2 separate regions of the Danio rerio genome follow, and region 2 is linked to region 1. The links are chromatin contacts, called in public Hi-C maps. All regions are on one chromosome and are shown on one strand. The core of a region is the stretch at or near the end of the contact, and the rest is flanking DNA. Distances in the headings are between cores, read along the strand shown.

Evidence for each region. Hi-C and Micro-C count contacts between places; a contact is called where the count stands out from the background.
Region 2: a Hi-C map of hematopoietic stem cells shows a contact between it and region 1, with 4 times the contacts expected there. The contact joins two enhancer-like sites. A contact is called at or near these places in 6 of 18 Hi-C or Micro-C datasets (caudal fin, embryo, hematopoietic stem cells and 1 more).

What each region holds. Positions count from the first base shown.
Region 1 is chr14:30,782,076-30,789,622 of GRCz12tu, forward strand. tgfbi (transforming growth factor, beta-induced) reads right to left here. Exons shown (of 17, transcript NM_182862.1): 14 at 7,067-7,169; 15 at 6,920-6,981; 16 at 6,770-6,794; 17 at 5,195-6,228. The coding sequence ends at 6,167. Among named protein-coding and RNA genes, the nearest start is that of smad5, 11 kb to the left of the region's middle. Within about 2 kb of position 2,781, at least 15 of the 62 cell types and tissues checked have an H3K27ac peak or open chromatin away from gene starts, as enhancers often do.
Region 2 is chr14:30,891,307-30,898,853 of GRCz12tu, forward strand. arap3 (ArfGAP with RhoGAP domain, ankyrin repeat and PH domain 3) reads left to right here. Exons shown (of 34, transcript XM_682220.9): 31 at 587-650; 32 at 735-878; 33 at 3,972-4,010. Among named protein-coding and RNA genes, the nearest start is that of arap3, 52 kb to the left of the region's middle. Within about 2 kb of position 4,330, at least 6 of the 62 cell types and tissues checked have an H3K27ac peak or open chromatin away from gene starts, as enhancers often do.

The DNA of each region.
Region 1 (7,547 bases), core at 1,531-4,030:
GATTAGAAAATTTACTTGTATTTTATGTCTTTGGACAGTGGGAGGAAACCAGAGCACCCGGGGAAAACCCACACAAGCACAGGGAGAACCTGTAAACTCCGCACAAAAATGCAGACTGGCCTGGTGAGGGCTCAAACCACTGCCGTTCTTGCAATGAGGCAACAGTGCTAATCACTGGGCCGCCGTGCCACCCTAACAAGAGAAGGGGAGAAGTGAGCCTGGAAGGGGGCATTACAAGATAAATATGACTGTAGTGAGAAACACTGGTTGTTTATAGTGAGTTAGTCTTCATTTGACTGGCGCAATATGTAAAGCTGATGCAGGACCAGCCATGATCAATCGTGAGCATGTGACCCTCTCAAAATTAGTTAAGAAATAAACTACATTTTACAGTCATTCCATGACTTACCCTTTTTCAAATATGCTAATCATTTTCTTTAGACCATGCACACATAAACCTTCTTATTAAAGGGGGACCTGTTATGCAAAAATCACTTTTTAAGAGGTTTAAACACAGTTGTGTGGCAAGAGTGTGTGAATATAACCAGCTTCTAATGGTAAAAAAATATTATTTTCACACTTCATAAAAACGGCTTTGACGCAATCTACAAAAGCGCTACAGTATATAAACTTGAACTGAATTGAATAAAAACAGAAACACTTGGACTGACATTCTCCCTTTGTACATGTCATCAGAGGGGGAAGCCCTGCACATTAATAATGATCTCTCCCTCATTAGCATAGGCCATTAGTTTTGTTTTTGAATCTGCCACTGGCTGTTTCTCAATCACCGTTCTTGCATTCTCGTGTTCTCATGTTATGTCATCATCAACTGCCAAAGTTCAGTTCCAAAACTCAAGACCGCAAGAACAGAGGATGCGGAAAGTTCCCGGATGTATTCTTGATATTGAGGATGCGTGCAGCGTGGATGCAGACTTGAGCGCAAAACTTGCTCGAAAAGACCCAGAAATCATTGTAGCTGAATAAAGAAAGTGAAGAGCACAGCATTTTATATAGGTTTCTTATTCAAGTTCAGAGATATAACTTATTTGTCTCAGCAGTTTCCCTAAATGAAAATTAGTTTTAATTCAACATGGAGGCTCAGTGGTAAGCACTGTTGCCTCACAGCAAGAAGGTCGCTGGTTCAAGTACTGGCTGGGTCAGTTGGCATTTCTGTGTGGTGTATGCATGTTCTCTCTATGTTGACGTGGGTTTCCTCCAGTCCAAACACATGCGCTAGGTGAATTGAATAAACTAAATTGTCCATTGTGTATGTGTGTAAATGAGTGTGTGTGGATGTTTCCCAGTACTGGGTTGCAGCTGGAATGGCATCCGCTGGGTAAACATATGCTGGATTAGTTGGAGGTTCATTCCGCTATGGCGAACCCTGATGAATCAAGGGACTAAGCTGAAGGAGAATGAATGAGTTGTTTGTATTGTGCAACATATATTTGTAAGGTTTTTATAGTTTATATTGTGAAAAGGGAAAAAACATTAAATCATTGTAGGAATGTTGTAATGTTTAAATCACTTTTCATTAAAATGCGTGAAGCTCTTGTGACCATCAGGAAGAATACAGCATTTCATTTCTCACAGGACATGTTCTCTGTTCTCGCGGTCTCCCAAGTTCGTTTTTCTGAGGTAACTTGGCTAGAATGGTCTCCACAAGAACATGAGTCTATTCTCTGCATTTTTGGAATTGAGCCACAGCCACTATGCTGACACATAGGCATTTGTAGCTTCGCCCTCTTTTAAAAACAGGACAGTCTCGTTTGAATTTAAAGCCAAAGCAGCACAATTTGGATCAAAGCCTAAAGGGGAATTTACAAAGTTACAAACATTATTTGTGTAGCATGGAGCTGAAACTTCACATACACACTCTAGGGGCATCTTCTAAAACATGAGCCTGATAGGTCATCTATAACACAGATGAATTTGTGAAACTAAAACTGTGGCTTCATTTCTGAAACATTTTCTTTGCATATTGACACCAAACTTTGTCCTTGCCACCTCACTGTCAGCTCAAAGTAATTACAGATATATGTTTACATGTAACGTAACAGTATACTATCTAATGTAATAAGACTCATTGCTTTGTCAGATACAATTACAAGCAAAAACTAGTTAACTTAATAATATAGAGTATAATCTAAATATTTTAAGCTATTGGACATGTGACCACATGAAGCCAACTTTTGACACACAGAGAGTGAAACATTAACATCTGGACATGTGTTTCACATTTGAAATGAGAGATATCTCAATAGTAGCCGTGTGTAGGTGTAATAGGAACACCTTTCCAATACTTTATTTATGCAGTTCACCCTAAAACACACAGAACCATAAATCATCCATGAAATTGCCAAACTTAACAACGTTTTTTTTTCCAAACCTGGTTACCTGATTTAAATGTGGGAAGTCAGAATAGTAAATATACTAAAGCAAAACAGACATCAGATTATTTATGAAGGTCCCAGGCATCCTGCTGTGCAACCCTGAATTTAATTCAGATGTAAGTGGATTAGACTTGACATTTGCTTCCGTGCAGTGGCATAATTGACTCAAACGTGTGGTTAAGCATAGAGTTGAGCAGCTGTTTCTAAAAGGAGATGAGGATATATTTAATATGTTGCAGCAAACTGACCACTGGTTGCGATACTGTACACTGTGACAACTTAACTTGTATGTTAGCCAACACTAAAGCTCTGTGCCACTAAACAGTGTGCCAGTGTCTCGCTCCGGGAGCAAAAAGCCTGTTGGAATGTTTGGTCGAGGCTGCCAGCTGAGAAAGGATACAGCGCACATATGTTTCCTACTCCAGCACTGTTGGGCAGCTTGAGACATCCCGCGGCAGGGAACTGAAGCTCTGTTTACCATCCTCAAACGCTTCCTGAGTTTACACGGCAATATAACAAGCACAGTAAAGTCAAATGGCAGGTTTAAACAACAGGCATCTTTCCATGTAAAGTCATGCGGAAGCTCTTTTCAAAGACCAGCGGTTGGTTGAGATCCAAAAATTGCACGTCTGTTTGGATTATCGGAGAAAAAAATGCAGAATGTGGATAATAAATCCAACAAACCTTTAATTGTAAATGAAATAGGTGTAACAACATTTAAGACCTCATGAAATTAAGATAAAGGTTTTATAGCTTTTATAGTTGGGTTTATGGTAATGACCTACCCTACAGTATAGCCTATATGTAAAACTACAAAAACCTTTCATTGTCAGATATTTGCATCAGCCTTTTCATCTAAAAAAAGAGAAAAAAAACAGAAGAAAATATTGATGACTCATCCTGCACTATGCTGATTTTTGCCCAATTAGGTGCTGTCTAGAAAAAGAATGTTCACACGTGTACCTTGGTTGTCGGTTCTTTCAGTCTGGTCCAAAAATGAAAAATAAGTTTGTCCTGGTCTGTTAATGGTTCACTAAGTCATCTTCATGATGATAATAATAATAATAATAATAATAATAATAATAATAATAATAATAATACTTATATATATATATATATATTTTAGAAAACACTCTATGAAGCTCAAATAAAAGTTTAGAGTATACAAAAATATACTCTTGATTAAAAAAATCCTGGAAATGTACCTTTAGGATGTATATAATTAAAAATACCAATTTATTAAATAAAAAGGCTAACACGTAACATTTTGAGTACACTGGCTCTTCATCAGACTGATGTTACAAGCTTTGTGTTAGGCTTTTTAATTTACTAAATTAGTATTTTTTGAGCTATGGTGTTGTCTCCTTTTTGATTATGTTTTTGTACTTTGTATTGTTTGTCTGAGCACCCATTAAAATTGATGTGTTTGTTTTTGTGCATTTTTTCCTCTTAATATACACTCAGCAACCACTTTATTACACCAGTCTAACTGCTCGTTAATGCAAATTTTTGCATTTAGGCATGCAGACATGGTCGAGACGATCTGCTGCTGTTCAAACTGAGCATCTGCTGAAACTGCTGATTTACTGGGATTTTCACGCACAACCATCTCTAGGGTTTACAGAGAATAGTCAGAAAAAGAGAAAATATCCATATATCCATATATATTCTGTGGGCGCAAATGCCTTGCTGATGCCAGATGTCAGAGGAGAATGGCCAGACTGGTTCCAGCTGATAGAAAGGCAACAATAACTCAAATAACCACTCGTTACAACCGAGGTATGCAGAAGAGCATCTCTGAATGCACAACACGTCGAACCTTGAGGCAGATGGGCTACAGCAGCAGAACCATACCGGGTGCCACTCCTGTTAGCTAAAAACAGGAAAATGAGGCTACAATTTGCGTAGGCTCACCAAAACTAGACAATAAAAGATTGGAAAAACTTTGCCTGCTGATAAGTCTCAGTTTCTAATGCAATATTTTGATGGTAGAGTCAGAATTTGGCATTAACAACATAAAAGAATCCTGCCTTGTATCAACGGTTCAGGCTGGTGATGGTGGTGTAATGGTGTGGGGGATATTTTCTTGGCACACATTGAGCCCATTAGTGCCAATTGAGCATCATGTCTACCTGAGTATTGTTGCTTATCATTTCCAATCCTTTATGACCACAGTGTACCCATCTTCTGATGGCTATTTCCAGTAGGATAACACACTATGTCATAAAGCCCGAATCATCTGACTGGTTTCTTGAACATGACAATGAGTTCACTGAACTCAAAAGGCCTCCACAGTCACCAGAACTCAATCTAATAGAGCACCTTGGGATGTGGTGGAATGGGAGATTCGTATCATGTATGTGCAGCCGACAAATCTGCACATACAGATTGATGCCTGATGCCAGCATTGATGGCTTGAAGCCATCATGTCAAAAAGGACAAAAGTCTCAGATGAATATTTCCAGTAACTTGTTGAATCTATCTCACGAAGGATTAAGGCAGTTCTGAAAGCAAAAGAGGGTCCAACTGGTACTAGTATGGTGTACCTAATAAAGTGGCCGGTGAAAAGAAACAATTCTTCTGGAAAAATAGATAATATTGATCTTGCACAAGACATCTTTTTTTCCAGTCTTTGCTTCTAGAATTAGAATATTCCTCCCAGCTTCTGCTAAAATCACCTACACCAGGAACAATGATAAACATTAAATAGTGACTGCTGGAATTTTTCTGCTTGTGGTTTTCATGCAGAATTTACATTCAAGCGAGCGAACAGAGAAACGATTTAGTCATGAATAATGTGAGCAATCAACTGAGTGAGAGTTTTATTGCCACACACATTAATCAACACATTATGACAATCCACCACATTGTGAATTCAGCTCAGTGAACTGACAAATTGGCTTGTAACAGACAGCGCAAACTACATTCAAGGGCACTTACTAGTTATATGTAAACTATAACTCTGTGGCTACAAAACAGTCATGTTATAATGAAATATGCAGACAGTGATCTTTGGTTCTTCACAAAATATCTTTGGCATATAAACATGAATAATCTGCACAAGTTACAGGTCTTACATTACACATGAAGACATCATTTTGGTCGTTTTTTATGTGCACAAAATAGCATTTGTTCCAGCTTAAACCATGCAAACATGCTACAGGTATAACAAATACAACCAAAAACATTACAAAAATGATAAAGAGAGAAATACAAAAATGTTATTAATGAACTGGTCTCCTGACATTTCCTCCTACCCATCAGATTATGCTCCCAACATTGTTTTTGAATGGTTCTGAGGTTGGGGTTTGGGATTAGGTAGGGCGATATTACAGCTTCATATCACACTACTCTACATTAAAGTTAACACTGGTAGCAAAACCTGATGGGTAGCATAATGCGTCATCAAAATGTGCAACTTACTTTTCTAAATGGGAGGACAATCTGACAAAGTAAGATAAATCGAACACCGACATCAGATTCAAAAATGCAGACTGAATAAATCATAACACATGAAGTGCCATGGCAACCTGATATAATCAATTTATGAGATTTGAAAAATAACACTGCTTTCCATCCAAGGATCTTCGGCATTTGAAAAAAATGCATTGTTGAACTGCTTTGCATTTTCAGATTTCTGTATGTTGTTCTCTGGATTTTCTTAATCTTCTAATTAGCTCTTCTTAAAATAAGACACCAAACTCTGTGTTTCCATCCTCTGAAAGTGGTGAGGGTTAAAATGAACTACAGTTTTACTTTGTAGAAAGCGTTTACTGGACACGAGACAATGTTCTGCTGCTGTGACTTCTCAGAACCTTCTGGAAGAGATCATCTGTAATGTGGCAAAAAATTATTATTTATTATTTTATTTTACATACAGTGCTCAGCATATATGAGTACACCCCTCACAAATCTATCTTTTAAATTAATATTTTCAATAGGGAGCTATACAATATTAAATTTGTGCATATACATTAGATCAGTCAGTACTGGAGCCAAATCTGGAGATAATCTAACAAAATAACTTTTGATAATGGCCCAAAAACTAGTACAGCCATATTTATATTTTTTAGAAAAATATTTAATACAAATTTTAAAAAGAGGAAAGATCAAGAGAAGCAAAAAAAAAAAAAAAAATTGAGTTTAATTTTTTTTCAATATTTAGCTTGAATTTAATTTGACTAGCTTTTAATTTCTAAATATGTTTGGTGACTAAAGCATGACTTTAATAAATATCTCTAAATGGATAAAAATATTCGTTTTCAAAATGGGGTGTACTCAATGATGCTGTATTTCAGTATCATCACAAAAGTACAGATGAGACTAATAACTGCATTGATGTGAGAAAAGTGAAGTTAGCCAACATTACTTACCATTTTTGGATACTTGAGACCCAGCCTAGAACAAAAAATAAAAACCCAATATAAACATTTTTCTTTATCATTTATAAATAAGTTAGAGGCACAACGACAATTCATAAACAAGTAAAAGTACTGGAAAATTGGTTTATTGTATATACTAACCCTGACAGCAGATGTGCGTCTGATTGTTGAGCCTTCGGCCTGGTCACTCACAATTTTAGGAGCTAAAACAGATGGACACATCGCTGTTATGAACTGTTAAAACAATATAGTTCTTTTATCACAGTGTTTAAGGAATCCTTGGCTTACGCAGTGGCTTGATGATGACATTAACAGCGTGCACAACTCCATTGGTAGCCATCAGATCAGACTCCACCACAGGCACACGGTTCACATATATGGTTGAGTTACGCTGAAAAGAAAAAAGAAAAAAACTGAATGAACAAAAAGAGTTATTAAATGTAGGGAATATTTTATTTTTAAATATATATTGCTTCATATTTTATTATAGTTATTCTATTTCTTGTTTTAGTTATTCTAAGTTATTGAAATTTTTAAAATAAATGTTCAATAATGTAATTATTCAATTGTGTGTGATTGTATATTTAGTGACAAAAGATCACAAAATAAACTAAATAAACAAAAACACTTTCAAATTGATTTACAGTAATACTATATATTCTTAGAGTATATATTTTGAACTAACATGACAGTAATTAAATCATTTTAGATTTTTGTTAAAGAAATAAATGTACAGTAAAATTCAAATGTTTAAGGTCAGTATTTTCAA
Region 2 (7,547 bases), core at 3,080-5,579, 110 kb after region 1:
AGGTTTATTAATTTATTATTTTACAAAATAACAAAATCCATAAATAATGTACATGATAATTCATCATAACTTTTATTTATACATTAATGCACATATGATAATGTGTATAGATAAAAACAAATAATTTTAAGCTGTATTACAATAATTGGTAGGAATGAAACCCTCTTTTTAAACATGAAATGTTAGGCAGCGTGTGAGTGATAATCACAGAGTGACACATCATATTATAAATTTATCTAATAACAGTCTGATTTAAAAAATACATCATTTTCATTCTTTTTTATTTCCTTAGCTCTGAAATTATAATGTTTTTTAAATATTTTCCCAAGTAATGTTTAAAATTATATTATATTATATTATATTATATTATATTATATTATATTATATTATATTATATTATATTATATTATATTATATTATATTATATTATATTATATTATATTAAACTAATAATTTTGTCCTCGACTGAAACTAGCTGTATTAAATTACTGTCAGTGATTTTCACTCTCTGGTTCTTGATGCACTGTATTTATTTGAAATCTATCTGCAATGTCTGTTATAAGATCTAAATCATTTGACCTCACAGGTACCTCAGCTGTTCCTGTGAAACTGAATTATGGGACTGGATGACCAATTTACTAAAAGCACAGGTACCGCCTAATTTACCTTAAACAATTGTGAATGTTTATGTAATAGTCCAAAGCTACAAATGAACATTATATTTTCTGCTTCAGAATGATGATCTGCGGCCGCCGGTGATGAGGCGTCACTCATCCTCAGACATCTCCAAGCAGAAGTTTGGCACCATGCCGCTCGTGCCCATCAGAGGAGAGGAAAGCAACACCAACTCAACCATGCTCTCTGCCAATCAGACTCTGGTACAACACACTGACGCCCTCTAGTGGATCAGGGCATAGGATGCATGCTTGTTTGTAGCTTTGATACTTTATCCGAAAGCGTGTTTTGTTTTATATGCACCTGAAAGCATAGCCTGAGTAATTTGATGCCATACTAAAACACTATGGCATGCCTGTTTAAGATTTAAAAGGATAGTTCATGCACAAATACAAATGTACTCAATATTTACTCACCCTTACGTGCAAAGTTGGTGACCAGGAGCCATTGACATACATAACACTGATTCCCATAACAGGAAAAATACATACTATGGAAGTCAATGGCAAACATTTTTCAAATTATCTTCTTTTGTGTTCAACATAAGAAAGGGACTCCAACAGGTTGATGAGTAAAAGATCATAGAATATTTTTTTTTGGTGAACGGTCACGTAATTTTTTTTATAATGTATTAGTATGTAATTTCATGCTTATTTTTCAGCTGCTAGTATATTTCCAATTAGCTGCTAGCGCCTATTCTTTAGGTATTATCTCTTGTGGTACTATTACCTAAACATTCTCTAGATACAAGTTGTTGTTTTTAGATAATAGTATTTAAATAAGGACTAGTAACTACTTTAATTTGAATGGTACTAGTGACACTTTTAATACATTTGCTGTTGAATTCTATTGGGATCTGTCTTTCAGATATCAACTGTTTAGATCTGTCAAGTTTTCATTTTTCTAGTGACTATTCTAGTGTATCATTTTAAATATTACCTGTAAGCATTTGTAAGATAACATATTGATTCATTTAATATGATTGTTTTTCATTAGATATTAGTAGTTATTCATTAGGCACTGGCAACAGTTTTTGTGATATACATTTTTATTGAATAGTTATTTAGAATGCACACAGGTTCAATTAAAAACCTTAGAACTATAATAATAAATAACAATAATAATAGGGTGTCACAGTGGCGCAGTGGGAAGCACGATCACTTTACAGCAAGATGGTCTCTGGCGAGCCTTTGCTGGGTCAGTTGGCATTTCTGTGTGGAGTTTGCATGTTCTCCCCATGATCATGTGGGTTTCCTCCGGGTGCTCTGGTTTCCCTGACAAGTCCAAAGACATGTGCTATATGTAAATTGGGTAAGCTAAATTTTCCGTTGTGTGAATGGGAGTGAATGGGTGTTTCCAAGTCATGGGTTGCAGCTGGAAGGGCATTCATTGTGTAAAACAAAAGCTGGATAATTTATTTGTTTATTTATAATCAATTTCACTGTAAAACATACAGAGCAACCCTAGATTTATAAAGGGACTTAGTCAAAAATAAAATGAATAATAATAATATTAATAATAATAAAAAAATTGACACTTTAGTGTTCTCATTATATGAACTAGTGACTTGTTATCTGCCTATTATTATGATACTGGCTGTTTAATTGTACTTATAAAGTATACGTTCTGCATGATCTTATTGTACATCCTTAATCCAACCCAATACCTAAATTAATTGGCAGCCGATTAGGAGTTAATTAAGAAAAAACTAATAGTTAATGGAATGTTAATAGAATAAACACAGTTAATAAATACTAGCATTTAATAAGTACTAGTATCTAATAAATATAGACTACTGTCTAGTAAAGAAGAGCTACTAGTATGTTATAGCTGTGGGGAAAAAAAGGAAATGAAGGAACACTGGTAAAACTCAATTGCTTAACTCTACTAGAGTTGTTTGTGTTTCTTTAAATAAAAAAAAATTATAAAATAAATAAAATTTACCATAGTTTTTGTTCACTGTTGTTCACTATTCTTTACTGGCTGTGAAACAAAGGCTTGATTTAGTGTTGACATCTTGTGGATGAAACTAGTAAGTGCAAAAACAGTCAAAGGCACAATTAGAAAAAAAAAATCAGGCAATAAGCATAGTCCTAGTTAATGTCACAACTAGTGTTTTAAAATATTCTTAGAATGTGTTTACACAACAATGTGTTAAAAATGGGAAAGCAAAATGACTTACTGTTGTGATAAATTAGTAGATAAATTATACATTTGTATGATTTTTAGAAAGAAGGTGTATGTACAAAACCGTTCAAATTCATATGAATTAACTACTAAATTAGCAAACCATAAGATAGTTATGCATTGGCATGATATTTGAAATGCTACATACTTTATTGTAGTAGTAGTTCAAAAAGCATACTGTGCTGAAATTAACATCACATGCACTGGTCACAATCCTTAACACAGATGCACTGTAAAAAATATCTGTAAATTAGCAGTTTTCCGTATTTTGAGATTCATGTGTTTATTTTTTTCTCATTTTTTAATGCTTTTTAAATTAGATTATGGCACCTTAATCTTTTTTCCAACAACCTTTGTAATATTAGAAAAGTTGTCTTTTATTAACATTTTTAATAGTTTAAAGTTATCTATTGTCTGGGTTGGTGTTGTATATTATGATACAAAAACCTTGTTAAACTGCCAGTACATCTTCAGCTATTTTACAAACTTATTTCTCTATACGCAGGGGCGGACTGGCCATCTGGCAATTCTGGCAAATGCCAGAAGGGCCGGACCAATTTTTAAATGTGGGCCGGTCAGTTTTTTTTTTTTTTTTTTTTAATATGTATTGTTTTTAAGTGCAGACAGCTTTTATCTCTTGCTAGATGCTATTATGTTGATGACAATAATAATAATAATTAATGTTAAGCATTTGGCCCAATCGGCAATTGCCGCCTGGTTTCAAGATGGGCCGACCCAATCCGAGGTTACCTGAACGTAATCAAAATCTGGCAAGAATGTCATATTATTTCATCATCTGTACACCAAAATTAATAGTGAATGTGCGTGTCTGTGGGTGGGGCTGTGTCGGTGTGGTAATTTGTGTGGCTACAGTGCCAGGGCTGAATTTTTGTCCCAGTCTGCCCCTGTCTATACGTATTATTTCTTAAGTCACAATAAAACACCAAAAGTCTGCAGAGCAGAGATCAGGGTCCCATATTGCTATTCACACTCATAAATAAACACTTGTGAATCACAAAATACTCAAAATGCAGATATTTCTTTACAGTGTGTATAAAAAGACTTTGGGTTTTAGCTTCACTTGTCTTTGTGTGTGTTTGTTTTTGCAGAGGAAGCTTCACACAAGAAGAGCACTCTCCATGTTTTTTGTAAGTATTTCTCTTTACCTGGAGATTATATGTCTTTAATGTTCAATTATTGCACCTTTGCCCACTAAATTGTTGCTGTTTCTTTAACACACTCAGCCAGAATTACTCCGATTACAGTGTCTTGTCTGAAGGTAAAAAGCAGGAGGTTTGGAAAGTATCAAATGACTTTTGCATCGAATAACTTTTAGAAGTGCGCTTTACAAAAGAGCCCGTACTTACTAGAGGAATTCCCTTTGACTTCCTCGGTCCTTCCCCCCATTCCTGTGGCTTTCCTGATATGACAGGATGCATTTGGAGGAAGAAAGGCGCTTCTGCATTGTTCTGCAACTGTAGCCTTAAGGGAGGGTTGTGTTTTTCGGGCCTCTGGTGTGTGTCCCTGCCCAGAAGCTTTCGCTAAGCAAATTGTCTGCGGGCTTCTTGCTTTGTCTTCAGTGTATTCGGCAATTATCTTGATGTTGTCACTCTGATAGTGAGACAAAAGTTTCAACTCCGAAAAGGAAGTGATTTGTTTTGAACATTGTCGAGGGGGGAATTTCGCTCGCTCTGCGTCACCACAAATACTGCTTTTGTTCACATAATGGTAGATCATCTAACCAGGTTATCTGTATGATTACGTATTTTGGTAAGATAATAGTCACCTGTGTGTTGGGAGTCTAAGAGCTCTGTGGTTAAAATGCTGATTTTGTGATGCTGTTTGTGGTCAGGACACTGATTTGCTTGGACTTGCACATTTGTGTGCACAAGAGTACTTGTATGGATGAAGTTTATAGCTTCCAAAGTTCTATTTAAAAATAGATAGCTTTATAGACTGGTCTGATTAGCTGAGTGATGTTAAAAAAAACAATTATTTCATATTTAAAAGTACATTTAAAATGAGTATTTTCACATTTATTTTTAGTTTATAGTTATAAATACAGTTGAAGTCATTAAACCCCCTGAATTATTCTGTTAAATGGAGAGCAGATTTCTTTAACACATTTCTAAACATAATAGTTTTAATAACTCATTTCTAATAACTGATGTATTTTATCTTTGCCATGATGACAGTAAATAATATTTGACTAGATATTTTTAAGACACTTCTGTACAGCTTAATGTGACATTTAAAGGCTTAACTAGGTTAATTAGGTCAACTAGGCAGGTTAGGATAATTAGGCAAGTTATTGTATAATGATGGTTTGTTCTAAGGACTATCAAAAAAATTTGAAAAATTTATTGACCTTAAAAATATTGACCTTAAAATGGTGTTTAAAAAATTGAAAACTGCCTTTTTTCTAGCCGAATTAAAACAAGTTTCTTTAGAAGAAAAAATATTATCAGACATACTGTGAAAATGTCCTTGCTTTGTTAAACATCAGTGGAAAATATTTAAAAAAGAAAAAAAATCAAATGGGGGCTAATAATTCTTTACAAGCCTGCATGAACCGGAAGTTGCAACAATTTTTTTTTGTATTGTCACACCGTATTTTAAAATTTTTTTTGTATTGTGACACAATACCTCTGACATAATCTGAGAAGAGCATTTTCAAATTTTTATTTTGAGATTACAAGGTCAAATGATTTTTTTTTAAATGACGTTCACCACAAAACTAACAATGTGAGCTAACAAAATCAATATTGTTAGTTTTGATTTCATGTGTACTTCAATATATTTTTATGTATTTTTTCCCCTTCTGGTGGGGCTTTATTTTTGTGAGCTAAAATGACTGATTTTGTGACCTCTTTTCTCTAAATTTAGGCTATTGTTTGCTTTAATTGAGTTTTGCTGTGAAAATACACAAAAACCCTGTAACATTCTCTTTTTTGATCTCAAAAAACACTGGGTTCTCAAAATCCTGGTGGAGGCGATTAAATTTGATATCAAAAACAACAACATAATACTATTTAATAAATTCAAGACATTATCATTGAAAGAAATTTGCATCATACTTTTAATATTATTTAAAATTGTCATTTATAATTGTTATTGTTGCGTAATATAAGGTTTATGTAATATTATATTCACTACTACATTATTGCTTTTTACTATTAGATTGTAATTCTGTAGATCAACAATCACGTCTGAGTTACAGTGTATTATAATAATATGATAATGATGGTGGATTTTTGAATATGATGCTATACAGTGTAAAATGCTGGGTTTCACTCAATTGATTTAATTAAGTTAGCTTATTAGTTTTTGATTGAACATAAAACAATTAAGTTGTTCAAACAACTCAAGAATTGTGTTGTTTCCTCTCATTTTAAATAAGTAGTTTGAACAAAATGCAAACATATTTTTCGAGTGTTTATTATATAAATATGAAATGGTACACTACCTGACAAAAGTCTTGTCGTCGATCCCTGTTGTACGAGCTACAAATAATTACTTGACTTCTAGTTGATCATTTGGAAAAGTGACAGAAGGTAGATTTTTCCAATGAATCATCTGTTAAACTGCATCTTAATCATCACAAATACTGCAGAAGACCTATTGGATCCCGCATTGACCCAAGATTCTGACAGAAATCGGTCAAGTTTGAAGGAAATATCATGGTTTGGGGTAACATTCAGTATGGGGACGTGTTGAGGGATCTGCAGTGGATGGAAACATCAACAGCTTGAGGTATCAAGACATTTATGCTGCCCCTAAACCAAAGGAGAGGGCAAATTCTTCAGCAGGATAGCACTCCTCATAATTAAGCCTCCCTATCAAAGTTCCTGAAATCAAAGAAGGTCAAGGAGCTCCAGGATTCTCCAACCCAGTCACCAGATATAAACATTATTGAGCATGTCTGGGGTAAGATGAAATTAACCCAAAGAATCTCTGGAAGTCCTGCAAGAATGCTTTCTTTGCCATTCCAGATGACTTTATTATGAGTGATTTCAGTCATTGCAGAGCTGTATGGATGCAGTCCTCCAAGCTCATGGGAGTCATACACAATATATATTTTTTTCTATGCACCATCACTTTATATTCTATATTGTACGTTGTTTCTGTTAATTGCCAAGACTTTTGTCTAAGAAAAGTCAGACTATACTGTCCTAAATAAATAATTAAAAAAATCAAGACATGATCATATTTTATTTTGGTAAAATAAATGTAATCTAGAGGCCTTATAAGCCACATTTGATACCAAATGATCAACTAGAAGTCAAGTTATTATTTATTGTTCCCATACCTTAGATAAGCGGCAAGACTTTTGTCAGGTAGTTTATTATTCATATTTGACTTATGCAACAATATTATTATATAACAAAAGTAATACAGTACAATAATTAAATTGTAACATTAAAGTTTGTGGTATATAGCGTATATAATGAAATAAATTATTATAATTAATATTATTTAATATATTACAGTATTGTACTTAAAGCCAAACAACACTGAAAATAATAATTATAAAACAGTATAGTTATCTTAAATAACAATATCAGCAATAATGCATTAATAATATAATAAATAAATGTACATTTTTATAATAGTACATTGTTTTTTCCCTCTTAAAATAAAATTGGCAATTTGCTATTTAGTGAATGATAGTTTCTCATACTGCT